3 separate regions of the Mus musculus genome follow, and all the other regions are linked to region 2. Evidence: chromatin contacts called from public HiCAR-type and Micro-C data. All regions are on one chromosome and are shown on one strand. Each heading gives the region's core, a stretch centred on a gene start, on an enhancer-like site or on the middle of the called end of the contact. The rest is flanking DNA. Distances are from core to core; before and after follow the strand shown.

The links. A called contact is a pair of places that touch in the nucleus more often than the background predicts. HiCAR-type assays count read pairs that join an accessible place to other places.
Region 1: a contact with region 2 is called in a HiCAR-type map of astrocytes, with 5 times the contacts expected there. The contact joins the enhancer-like site here to the promoter of Stc2 in region 2. A contact is called at or near these places in 7 of 39 promoter capture datasets (the HPC-7 cell line, the SN4741 cell line, embryonic stem cells and 3 more), 4 of 484 Hi-C or Micro-C datasets (the N1E-115 cell line and embryonic stem cells) and 3 of 115 datasets of contacts at active chromatin or transcription factors (astrocytes and embryonic stem cells).
Region 3: a Micro-C map of embryonic stem cells shows a contact between it and region 2, with 5 times the contacts expected there. The contact joins the promoter of Eml6 here to the promoter of Stc2 in region 2. A contact is called at or near these places in 1 of 484 Hi-C or Micro-C datasets (embryonic stem cells) and 1 of 115 datasets of contacts at active chromatin or transcription factors (astrocytes).

Annotation. Positions count from the first base shown.
Region 1 is chr11:30,256,635-30,260,154 of GRCm38.p6, forward strand. It overlaps a transcript of Sptbn1 not described here. Among named protein-coding and RNA genes, the nearest start is that of Gm8098, 9.1 kb to the right of the region's middle. Within about 2 kb of position 1,482, at least 30 of the 459 cell types and tissues checked have an H3K27ac peak or open chromatin away from gene starts, as enhancers often do. A contact at or near this core is called in astrocytes, where this site is marked.
Region 2 is chr11:31,368,641-31,372,367 of GRCm38.p6, forward strand. Stc2 (stanniocalcin 2) reads right to left here and starts at 1,421. Exons shown (of 4, transcript NM_011491.3): 1 at 1,072-1,421. The coding sequence starts at 1,222.
Region 3 is chr11:30,023,684-30,027,781 of GRCm38.p6, forward strand. It overlaps Eml6 (echinoderm microtubule associated protein like 6), which reads right to left and starts at 2,350. Exons shown (of 42, transcript NM_146016.2): 1 at 2,207-2,350; 2 at 697-1,417. The coding sequence starts at 893.

The DNA of each region.
Region 1 (3,520 bases), core at 232-2,731, 1.1 Mb before region 2:
CAACACATTCCAATGTCTTCTCTCCGGCCCTGCTGGAGTCACATCCCATTCATCGCTAAAGACACACTGGGTAACGCACTGCTACATTTCACCACACACTGCCATTTATCCCTATCAACTCACTCTGAACAAAGCCTTGCTAGGAAAAAAAACTCAGGCCACCCTCTGTGTGGATGCAGCTTAGTCCAAATATACAACTCATACTGCCCGCCCAACAAATACTAGAATGTTGCTTGATGTTAGAAGAAATACTCTGCATTTGCTCACAGAAACTGAAGACTCTCCAACTATAAGGAAGGAGCAAACACGGAAAAGAAAGACCATATCAAAAGAAAGACATTGGACCTCTGCTGCTTAGCCCTAGGCAGGTGGACCCTGCCTGTCCTTGTAACAAACACTATTAACTGGGTGTAGTCTAGAAGATAATTCTAGTTTTTAACGTGCTCCATTACTACTACCAAGAAAGAAAAGTTGAACATAATAATACATCTTGTAAAAGTTGAGCATTGATCCCTAATTGTTAATATTTGGGGAAAAAATAAAGTCCTCTTCAAAAACAAAGCCAAATGGCTAACTACATGTTGCAACATTCCATTCTGTGGAAAAAAAAAATATATCTTCTGAGCACATTTGAGACTTTTGCTCAGCTGCCAAACATTCCAGCATGAGGCCAACTATTCATGTGTTACATTAAATGTCTAGTGGAAGTAGAAAATATTGAGGAACAATTCTGAAGCATGATCCATTCAAGTCACAATTTCATGTAATCACATTTGCTTCTGCAAGAGGCAGCCCAGCAATAATATATGCTACCATTAATATGAGCACACACACAAACACTAGTAATTCATCAGAAAAATACATACAAAATAATGACTAATATACATAAAGAACTTTCTTCAAGATAAGATGTAAATCGGCCCGATCTCTTGTTATGCTTCTCCCTTTCAAGGTCCAAGCAAGTTTTTTAGAACTCCTCTGAATGCTAATGTTCAAACTGTCAGGAACAAAATATAAGTGAGAAATTAGCTGATTGTCCAGGAAAGTCAAGAATTCCTTTAGCAATGGATTTTGATCTTAAAACAAGCAAACAAACTGACCACAAAACCTTTAAAAACTTCTCTTCAGAAACAAACCAGAATGGTTAACCTCATACTGGTAGATTTCATGTTCTGGGATCTTTCCTTCCCAAATGACACATAAATGTCTTTGCTCTGGATTAAGGTCTTTTTTTCAGCTCCACCCCAAAGATAAACTGGGAATCTGTGGACAGCTGACAGCATAGAGCTGTCAAGTGCTGTGAGACGGACCAGACCCCTTTCTGAGATGCCACCTGACTGATACCTCTCTCTGGACACCACATGCTTCTCAAAATAGTGGCAGGTGCTCTCATGCACTCAGAACTCCAGCCAAGGCCACATTCCAGCTCCCTGCTCTCATCCAGCCTGGGCCACTGGGACCCTTTGGCAATGCTTGGGCTGGCTGCCACCTCAATGTCAAGACTTAACATTTGTAGCTGCCTAAAGGTCAGGCTGAGGTCTCTACCCAGTCCAGAAGGACAGATACAAAAGCCATCAAGGGTTTCTCTTAATGGGTTTCTGCCATTTGCTAAGAAGGTTCCAGTCAGGTTGGAAGCTTCTGAATCCTGCATCTGTGTGAAAGAAATCTACCCAGTGCTGTCCAATGCCACCACCAGCCCAGTCCCCATAAAACTGGGAGAGGAATTGTCACCGCCATTTAAAACACTTCCTGTTTAAGTCAAGAAGAATAACAACATTTGCCATTTTTCTGGAGGCCCACCACCCCAAACATGACTAACAACAAACCCAAAGTGCCAACAGAAATGGCTAGAAACGACACTCTTTGGTTTTCTGCTAAAAGGGTTTCTGCTTTCTTTCCCTGGAAATTAATTCCAGTTTGTCAGAAAGGGGCCAGCCACAAGACCAAGGCAACAAAGTCCCCTGCCTTCTTCTATCTGATGTCCTAGGGATCACCAAGCTGGCCTAGCTATCAAGTATATCTATTGTTCTTTTCTTACTAAAATGAGATCTACAATTATCTTCCCAAGTCAAGTAATTCAAAGACCCTAAGAAAACCAAGATCTAATCGACACTTTCAACAGTTACAACTAAGTTCAATGCAGTAAAATGTATTACAATAAAATCCAGACTGTATAGCCACATCCATTCTGTTAGCAACACATTATGGGATAGTCGCTTCAATGACTCTCAAATCTGAGGACAGAAAGTAAAATCAGATGTTGTCCAACCCATCTGGAGATGCCTCTCAAGGGAACCAATCAACTCTGGTGGGAATTCCTTTCAAAACAAAACAGAAAGCACACATTACTTAATGGGAACTTCATGTCTGGTAATTTTCCACTGGAGAGAAATATCTATCATGAATACAGTTTGGATTCTGTTTCGTTACCACCTTTCTTTAACTTTAAAAGAATAGAGCACCAGACAGTGTTCATGTATGGGATGTAACCAGCACGGCTGTGCTGCCAGGCTTTTGTAGAGATGGACGACAGCATCATGTGATTACACAGACTGTCAAGCCCCTGTGACCTAGTTTAAGATCTGATGACTGGTCCTTACGGTGATTGGTGAGATGCTGGGGGGGGGGGGAGGGTATTAAACACCAAAATGTTAATGCTCAGTGCCTGCTTCTGGGTTGTGAGATACCTGATCATCTGCATCCTCTTGTGTTCATCTTCATTTTCCAAACTACGTAGAACATTCATCTACTATTTTGATAATAAAATTATTTTTAAAATACCTTTGAGCCAGGCATAGTGATTCAGGCCTCAAATCCCAGCCCTTGGAAGACTGTGACAATTGGATTAGTTCATGTTCTAGGCCAACCTGAGCTATACAGTAAGTCCTAGGACAGCAAGCTACCCAACAAGGCTCTGTCTCCAAAACAAACAAAAACAAAAACAGAAACAAATAAAACCCATACATATATATATAAATATAAATACACACACACACACACACACACACACACACACACACACACACACACACACACACCCTAGGGGTCAACCTAGGTGTCTTCCTTAGGAGCCATCCATCTTTTCTAAAATTGTACTTTAAAATAGCTTTTCCTGCATGTATGTATGTACACCATGTGTCAGCCTGGTACCTTCAGAGGCCAGAAGAGGGAGCTGGGTCCCCTAGAATTAGAGTTATAGAAAGTTGTGAGCTGCCATTTGGGTGCTGGGAACTGAACCTGGGTTCTCTGCTTTTCACGGCTGAGATATCTCTCTAGCCCACACTGTACTTTTTTAAACAAGGTTTAATTGGCCTGGAGCTCACCAATTAGGACAGGCTACATAGCCAGGATGCACCAAGAATCCACCTGTCTCTGCATATCTCAACACTGAAATTACAAGCTTTTACACTGAAATTACAAGCCTAGCAAACATAGAAGTGGATGCTCACAGTCGGCTATTGGATGGATCACATGGCCCCCAATGAAGGAGCTAGAGAAAGTACCAAAGAAGCTAAAGGGA
Region 2 (3,727 bases), core at 171-2,670:
CGCTCAGTTCTACGATTTAAACCAACCGCAAAATTACAATGAGGAAAGTGTATTCTGGAAGAAGGGCGGGGCTCGAGTCGAAAAATCTGTATGAGATGAAATCTAGCATGAGAACGAGCTTGTGCTTGTGAAGGGGTGCCTAAACCCGAGAGGAGGCAGGGCGGACGAGGAACCCTTGATTGTGCGCCTAGACAAGCGGGGGTGAGAGGCTGAACTGACTCCACGCGTGGTCGCGAGCAGGGCAGCGATCACTCACTTGGAGAACCCTGACCAGCACTTGTGCATTCCGGCTCAGGCAAGGAGCGCACGCACGCCACGGCCGCCGCTTTCACACGGCCCCCGAGGAATTGCGGGGGTGGGGGCGTAAGGAGACGAGCGGCAGACACGTTTCTTTCTCTCCCGGGAGCTGGGAAGAAGGCCAGCCCCGTGTGCCACACGTCAGGCTTTTGCACTGCAGCTTGCTGGTGAGCAGGGCCGCGCACGATTCGGATCGTGTCAACAGTTCTTCCCGTGCTGACTTGGCTAGGAGCATGGCTGCAGCAGCAGAGGTACGCTTTGCGAACCCCCTCCCCCAAAGGAAAAGTTCCTAACTGGCCAGCAAAGTTCTGGGCTGTCCGGCATCTTTGGAGAAAACGGAGACAGTACATGCCAGGCTGGCCGGCTTGGAAACGAAGTTCTGGGTGCAGGGCGAGCCCAGCTCTGGGGTCCCTTGGTACTTCGCACGGGCCAGGCGTGACGAAGTGCGCCCTGCTCCGGGCCCGGGACTCTGGCTGGAGCTGGCAGCAGCGTCAGGCACAGCCTCGGTTCCCCTCAGCCCCGGGGAAGGCTAGCAACAAGTCTTGCCTCAGCCATTTCATCACCCTGCTAGCACGTGCCGATCCCCGGCTCTCGCAGCCCGAGCCAGACCTCGCTTCGCCTCGCTCTTCCCTCTGCACGTCCCGAGCCACGGAGAGTTTGTGCCGCCCGGGGTGAGCTCGGGTCGCCGGCTTGGGGCTAAAGGCACCCGGCGCGCCGCGAGCATGCACCCTGTTCTCCCCCGGCAGCTCTGGGCTGCAGGGCGCACGCGTTTACCTGTGTTCTGCAGGGACAGACGGCCTTTCTGCTGCGAGCTCCTGTCTTGGGGACCTTCCGGAGGGTTCGTGGAGTCCGTCCCCTGCGCCGGGTCCAAGGTGGCAAACACCAAAGCCAGGGTCACAAACTGGCCCAGCCGCTCCGCACACATGGTTCTGGGTATCACCCTCCCGCCTGGAGACCTGGATTCTTTGTGCGCCCCTCCTCCTCCTCTTCCTCCTCCGCCGCTTCCCCCTCCTCCCACTCTTCCTCCTCGCTGGCCCCTTCCCTCCTCCTCGCCGCGGCTCGGATAGAGGTTACCCAGCGCCCTCCCGTAGCTCTCTGGAGAGCATGTGACCAGGCCGTTAGCCGCGCCGCGAGTGCCCGGCGATAGCAGGGATGGTGCCTCAAATATCCCTGGAAGCTCTGGTGTCACTTGAATGAAGGAGTCGAGCAGGTGTTGTCCCGGAGGCTGGACCAATCGGAGACCCCGGCCCGTTTGACAACACAGCGGGAGGCGGGGCCTGCGCCAACTTCTACGGGAGGAAGCGGAGCGCCTCCGCGATCGCCCCACAAAGTTGCAGACCTGGCGGCGGCCACGCGTTTGCGTGGTGTGTGTGTGTGTGTGTGTGTGTGTGTGTGTGTGTGTGTGTGTGTGTGTGTGTGTGTGTGTGTGTGTGTGTGTGTGTGTGTGTGTGTGCGAGACGCGTGCGCGTGTGCTCCGGGGCAATGGCACGCGTTTGCGTGGTGTGTGTGTGTGTGTGTGTGTGTGTGTGTGTGTGTGTGTGTGTGTGTGTGCGAGACGCGTGCGCGTGTGCTCCGGGGCAATGGCCGAATGGACTGAGGGGGAAAAATTAAAGCGGATGCCAACTCTACTTGCAACTAAAAACTAAAAAAAGGGGGGTGGGGGGCAGGAGAAGTCGGTCTTCACAGGGACAGAGTCCCCAGGGTTCATATCCAGCTGGGAAAGTTTCCTCTTTGGAACACAGTCACATTCTCAGCCAGGAGACCTGAACAGATTAGGACAGATACCTGGTCACAGAGATGGTGCGAGCAAATTGAACTCTGGTGGGAATTCCTAAGCGTCCTGACGCTTGTTTTGTTTTTTGGGTTTTTTGGTTTTTGTTTTATTTAAAGGCGCTTGAGGACAGGCGTGGAAGCTGCTGGCCTGATTGACTTACCCACTTTCTGCCTGAATTTGATGGGTCCAATAACACCTGGGGCGTCTCGTCTCGCTCCTCCTCCAGTCCAGACGGATTCCTGTCTGGGCTTCAGGGATCCAAGTGACAATTCATTTCACCAGGTGAAAATTCATTTGCATCATTTCCTGGCTGGTGGCCTGGAGGCCCAGGCAGCCTTGGGTCAGGCGGCCACAGACCATCGCGTGCCCAAGAGGCCAGAGCTTGACAGGCAACTTTAGGCGTCTCCAAATACAGTCTTCAATTTTCTCCAAATGCCACTCGGCCCACTTACGGGTTTTGTTTGTTTGTTTGTTTGTTCTACTCTGCAGTCCTCTGATGTAAAATTAAAGCACCCCACCCCCCAAATCTTGGGACCTTCTATTTTTTTCTCCTCTTCTTGGAGCCCCCTCCTTAAGCACCCTGAGAATCAGATCGCCTTCAGCTGCAATCTCCGCTGCTGGAGGAAGCGGGGAGAAAGTTGGGCGCTGCCGGGAGCGTCTTTCCTCCCTGCTGTGTGTGTACGTGTGCACGCTCACGTCTCCCTCGCGCTGGGCCCGGGACAGGAACTGCTGCTCTTGGCCTCATAAACCCGAAGGAGTAATTCGGGGGGCCAGCTTGATTGGGGGAGGGTGGAGAGGCGAGCGTTGCCACCTAGCGCCACATGGCACTCGTCCGGTATTGGCACTCCTTGCCCCTCCCCCGCAGTCCCCACCCTAGTCTTGGAGAACAGGTGAGCCTGGGTACCAACTCTCAACCCCCGTCCTTGCCCGACTTCCCGCTCGCCCGCGCATTCTGCAGTAATGCGCCTGGGAGGTTTCATCACCCACCGCCCGCGGCGACTGCAACCCTGGGCCTCCGAAGCGAGGCCCGCTCTCAGCCTCTTCTGCGCCTACGTGTGACACACCTGGGGGAGGGGTATAGAAATGAGCGCGCAGGTTGTCTTTCCGCAGCTGTTCAGCTTCTCTGGGTGCCAGCTGCCCTCCAGCGAGGGAAATGAGAAGCTGGGGGTCAGGGTGACTGCTGCTTCAGAAAGGAGGAAGGAGCCCTGGGAATGGGCTTTCCAATGGGCAGGACTTCTTGGAGCTTCTGTCTTAGTACCATACAGTTCTCGGCCCCAGGAAATGGTCAGTTTGAATCTCTTAGTCTTCGATGGTAGGAAGAAACTGGCCATTCGTCACTATAATAGCAGTGACTTCCTCATTTATCTTTTGAGGAAAGTGGTGGATATTGGGTATAATGATGGACCATCCTTGCTTGCTTGAATAGTCAATTTAGCTCCCTTTATTAGTTTAGGAGATGAAGACCCTCCTGTACATCCTTCAAAACAAAACAAAACACACAAACGAACAGCATTTTGGTCTGCCCCCACCCTTTAAGGCCGAAAATTTCCTGGGAGAGTCAAGTGGCCCTCAGCCTTAACTTTAGAGCTAGGTAACCTCTCTGTGGCCTCTTTCATGGAACAAAAATATCAGAGAAACAGAATCTGGAGATTCAGG
Region 3 (4,098 bases), core at 1,100-3,599, 1.3 Mb before region 2:
TCTCCTAGACCATCCACTATAACATACTGCTCATTCTATGAGCTAGATGGTAAGATTTTGTGGTCCAGCTGCTGCTACCAGCCTTTTAAAACCCTTAAAATGTTGTGGAAATCATCCTTGTAGTATGTAAATATGCTTTCGGGGCTAAAACACTGCTGAAATATCAAAAAATACTTCCCACCCACTACAAAAAAATGCCTTAGGTCCAACGCATATGGGATGAAGATTCAAAACTGCCTGTATCAAAATTTCTTTTCTCTCTCTCTCTCTCTCTCTCTCTCTCTTTCTTTCTTTCTTTCTTTCTTTCTTTCTTTCAAATCCACTTGCTTGTTGAAGAACCTACTGAGGAGCCCTCCAAAAATGCCACCCACAGTTCATCTATTGCTCCTACTATTTACCTTGCTAGAGAAGAGTGGGGAGTGTTTGGTAGTTACCCAGTCCTTCCACTTGTAGCAGGAAAGAACAAAAAATGCAGCACAACACTTAACTCAGAAGAGATTTAAAAGCCTTTGAAAGGACAGACCTCTCCCTCCCACCTACACCTCGCTCCCTATTCCCGCTCTGGCCCTAGCATCTGCAGCCCTTCTCTAAGCGGCTCCCAGGAAAATCCTTTATTCCCTAAGGTTCTTGGACATGACCCCGGTTATTCCCACCCTTCCATATCCAATCCCTTCCCACCACCCCAGAGGTCCTTACCTGATAATGTCGTCGTTGTGTCCCAGGAAGAATTTTTGGCTGTGCTCTCGGGTGTTGTACACCACCCCTACCCCAGCTACAAAGTAGACCACCTCCTTGCCGGCGGTGTAGTACAGGTTGTTGCGGCACTGGTGACCCCGGTACCCGTACACCCACTCCAGCCGGAGCTGGCATCTGGGAGCTGTCCGATCCGCCATGATAAGCCGACACCGCGCGACCCCCGGGTGCCCCGAGCGCCGACTCTGTCCTCTTCAAGGCTCGAGCTGCGACGGACCTGCAAGGGCTCAGGGTACAGCACCGGGCGCCAATTTCCGCGGCGACGCACAGACACAGCCCAGCACGCTGGCCGCCACCATCATCTGCTGCTGCGGGAGAGGAGCCGCCGACGCCGGTGCACAGCAGCAAGACCCCGCTGGGCTCCCCGACTCCTTCTCCCGGGGTCAAGCGGGCCTCGAGGGTACCAGTACCCGCACACACGCCTCACTGCACCTGCGGGCTTTGGGCGGCGGGAGAGGTTCTCCCCGGGGTCACCCGGCCTTTAAAATCAGAGATCTGCATATCCAGACACGGATTACCAGTTCTCCAAGTTTGAGGAGCGCGGGGGGCTTCGCAGCAGGCGGTGGGATTTATTCTGTGACAGGTCTGATCTGACAGGCAGACGGTTACTCCGGTTTACTGCTTTGCCATCACCGTCCTTGGATCCGAAACTGACAGTCTATATCTAGGATGCGAGAACGAGGAAGAGAAAGAATTTTTGCATGTCACCCAGCACAAGAAAATAATTACCAAACTAAAACCAAGTTGTGGGATTTTTGTTTGTTTATTTTTGGTTTTTTTTTTTTTTGATTGTCCACATTTCTCCTTCCATATCCACCTTAATTATAGGAAATACTCCCTAAACACTTCTGGCCGGTAGTTGCTGCTCCAATTTGCAGTAACACTTGCTGTTTCCTCTATAAAGCCAGGGTGAATATGCAATGGTCATTCTTTTAGATGTTCCAATTAGCTGTCATATATGTGTTTAAAATCCAAACCCTCTATGCGCCTTCTCTTCACAGAGAAAATCATAAAAACAAATAAATACTTAACAGCTCTCCCCTAATTAAAGACTCCAATTGCAAGTGTCATAATTTTTTTTTCTCTGAATCGGAGGAAATCCGGCTACCTACAAATGCTCCCGATCGAAAAATAATAATAAAAATAATAAAATAACAGCAACAATAATAAAGTGTCAAAAAAAATCATGCTCCTCTCCCCACGGAGATTTGAGCTAGCTATGAGACCCAAGGGCTCTAGGATCTTGCCTTTAGGTTGGCAGGAGGGGGGGCGGGGTCTCCCGTGGAGCCCGGGTGTCAGCGACACCCCATGCTCAACCTGGCGCCCACTTTTGCAGATCTGAGGGTTGGTAGCCCCAGGTACACCTGGCTCAGGCTCTACGGTCCTAGCGAGTTCCTGCACTCCCACCCGGACCAGCCTCGCACGTAGCATCCCTGCTTTCTCCGCCTCTAACCTCTGCTGCCGGCCTTGCGTCCAGGATCTCGCACCAGCCAGCGAAATCCTCTGCCTGCCCTCCCTCCCTCCCCGCGCTCCCGGGTTAGGTTTCGTCACCGGGGATCTGGGGACCAGCTCTTCCTCCTTCCCTGGCTCCAGGGGCGGGGCCAGCGCAGGGAAGAGTTACGCGGCGAAATTGCGCCGGTTCGGAAACGCAGACGCCTCCTAGGGCCGAAACCTCACCTCCCTTTGCCCGCCTGTTCCCTATGCATCTTGGAAATCGTAGTCCTCTGTAAACCAGCTGCTGAGGCGAGCGCCTCTAGTGTACTACAAGTCCCAGGATTCCATGCATCCGCAGGGCCTTAGTACCGGTGCCAGGGAAGTCTGCGTTTCTCCTATCGGACCCAGCAACTCACCCAGAATGGCGTTGGTGTTCCATGGTGACCCAGGCCAGCGGCATGCGCGTCTGTGCTGAAAGCAGAAAAGATGACGTGGAAAAAAATTCAGGGGCTTTCCTCAGGACTTTCACTTGCGCCAGTCCCAGAGGATTGCTGTAGCCCATCTCTTTCCTTGTTGCAGCACTTGACTAACGCTGTTTCCTACTTCAGTTTCCCCTATTATTCCAAAGGATTCTGATTTATCCAAGTGCAGTGTTACAAAGTTTAAGAAAAATACAGTGGCGTGTGGTCACTCTGTCATGTGTAGGGAAATAAGCGCCTTCCTGTGACCTGCCTTGTGCCCATGCAATAAATTTGGCCGTAAAAAACAGAAGCCAGTGGCTATTCTAAAACTACCTGGAATAAACTAATTTATTCGTTCTGATTTTCAGATTATGGCCGCAGCCAACTTTTGAGAACAGATTTTATAATCCACTTGACTAAGAAGCTACGAAAGGTTGATACTTTTGACTCTTCTGTGTTCAAGATGTTTCTTTATCTACGTGGAGTTTTAATAGGATGCTGTCCTGGTAGGAAAGGCAATGCTATAGATAAGCACCTAAGTGTAGTGAGCTGTTGCCTACAATGTTGAAGAGAAATTGAATACACTTCATATTTTCTGAGAAAACAGAGTCAACAAATTCGAGGAGGTCTCTCTCTCGCTCTCTCTTTAAGACAGTAAGGACACTACTAAACATTAAAACATGGCTTAGAGGGGCTTGAAATGTCTTGGTCTGCTTTCTATTCCTTTAATCATTTATGCAGAATTTTGTTTGTTTGTTTGTTTGGTTGGTTGGTTGTTTGGTTGATGATTCTAGAGGCAAGGAAAACCAAGAACATTGCGCTCATCATCTGATGATGGGCTTAACTACATCCTATGCTGGTAGAGGGCATCACATAGCATGATAGAACGAGAATGCTAACTCCTGTGTCTTTTTAAAGCCATTAGTGTCATGGTCGACCCAACCTCATTGACTTATTGATTTATCTAATGCTGACTAACTCACAGAAGCCTTATCTCCAAATACCATTAACATGTAAATCAGAAAATTGAATTTTAAATATATGGACTTTGTGGAATATGGTCAAACCATAGCAGAAACAAAGTTGAGAGCAAAAATCGAGATGGTGAATTTCGTAGAGAAATAAATTATATATAAGAAGACAAAAACATCTTCCAGAAATAATAAGGAAAAGCTTCATGGAAGAAATATGAAATATAGGCACAATTGAGATAAATTGAAAAAGATAAAAGAGCACTCTGCCTTTTTTTATTAAATAAAAGGGTGTACAAAAATACAGACAGATTTATTTAAAGAGTAAATTTTAAATGGAACTGAACAGAGATGTTTGTACTACTTAAAATAATGAAGAATCTTTAATTCACTTGAAGAGAAAAATAACAATAAACGTAATAGTAATTGGCTGGGTATATTGATGCATACTTTTAATCCCAACACTCTGTAGACAGAAG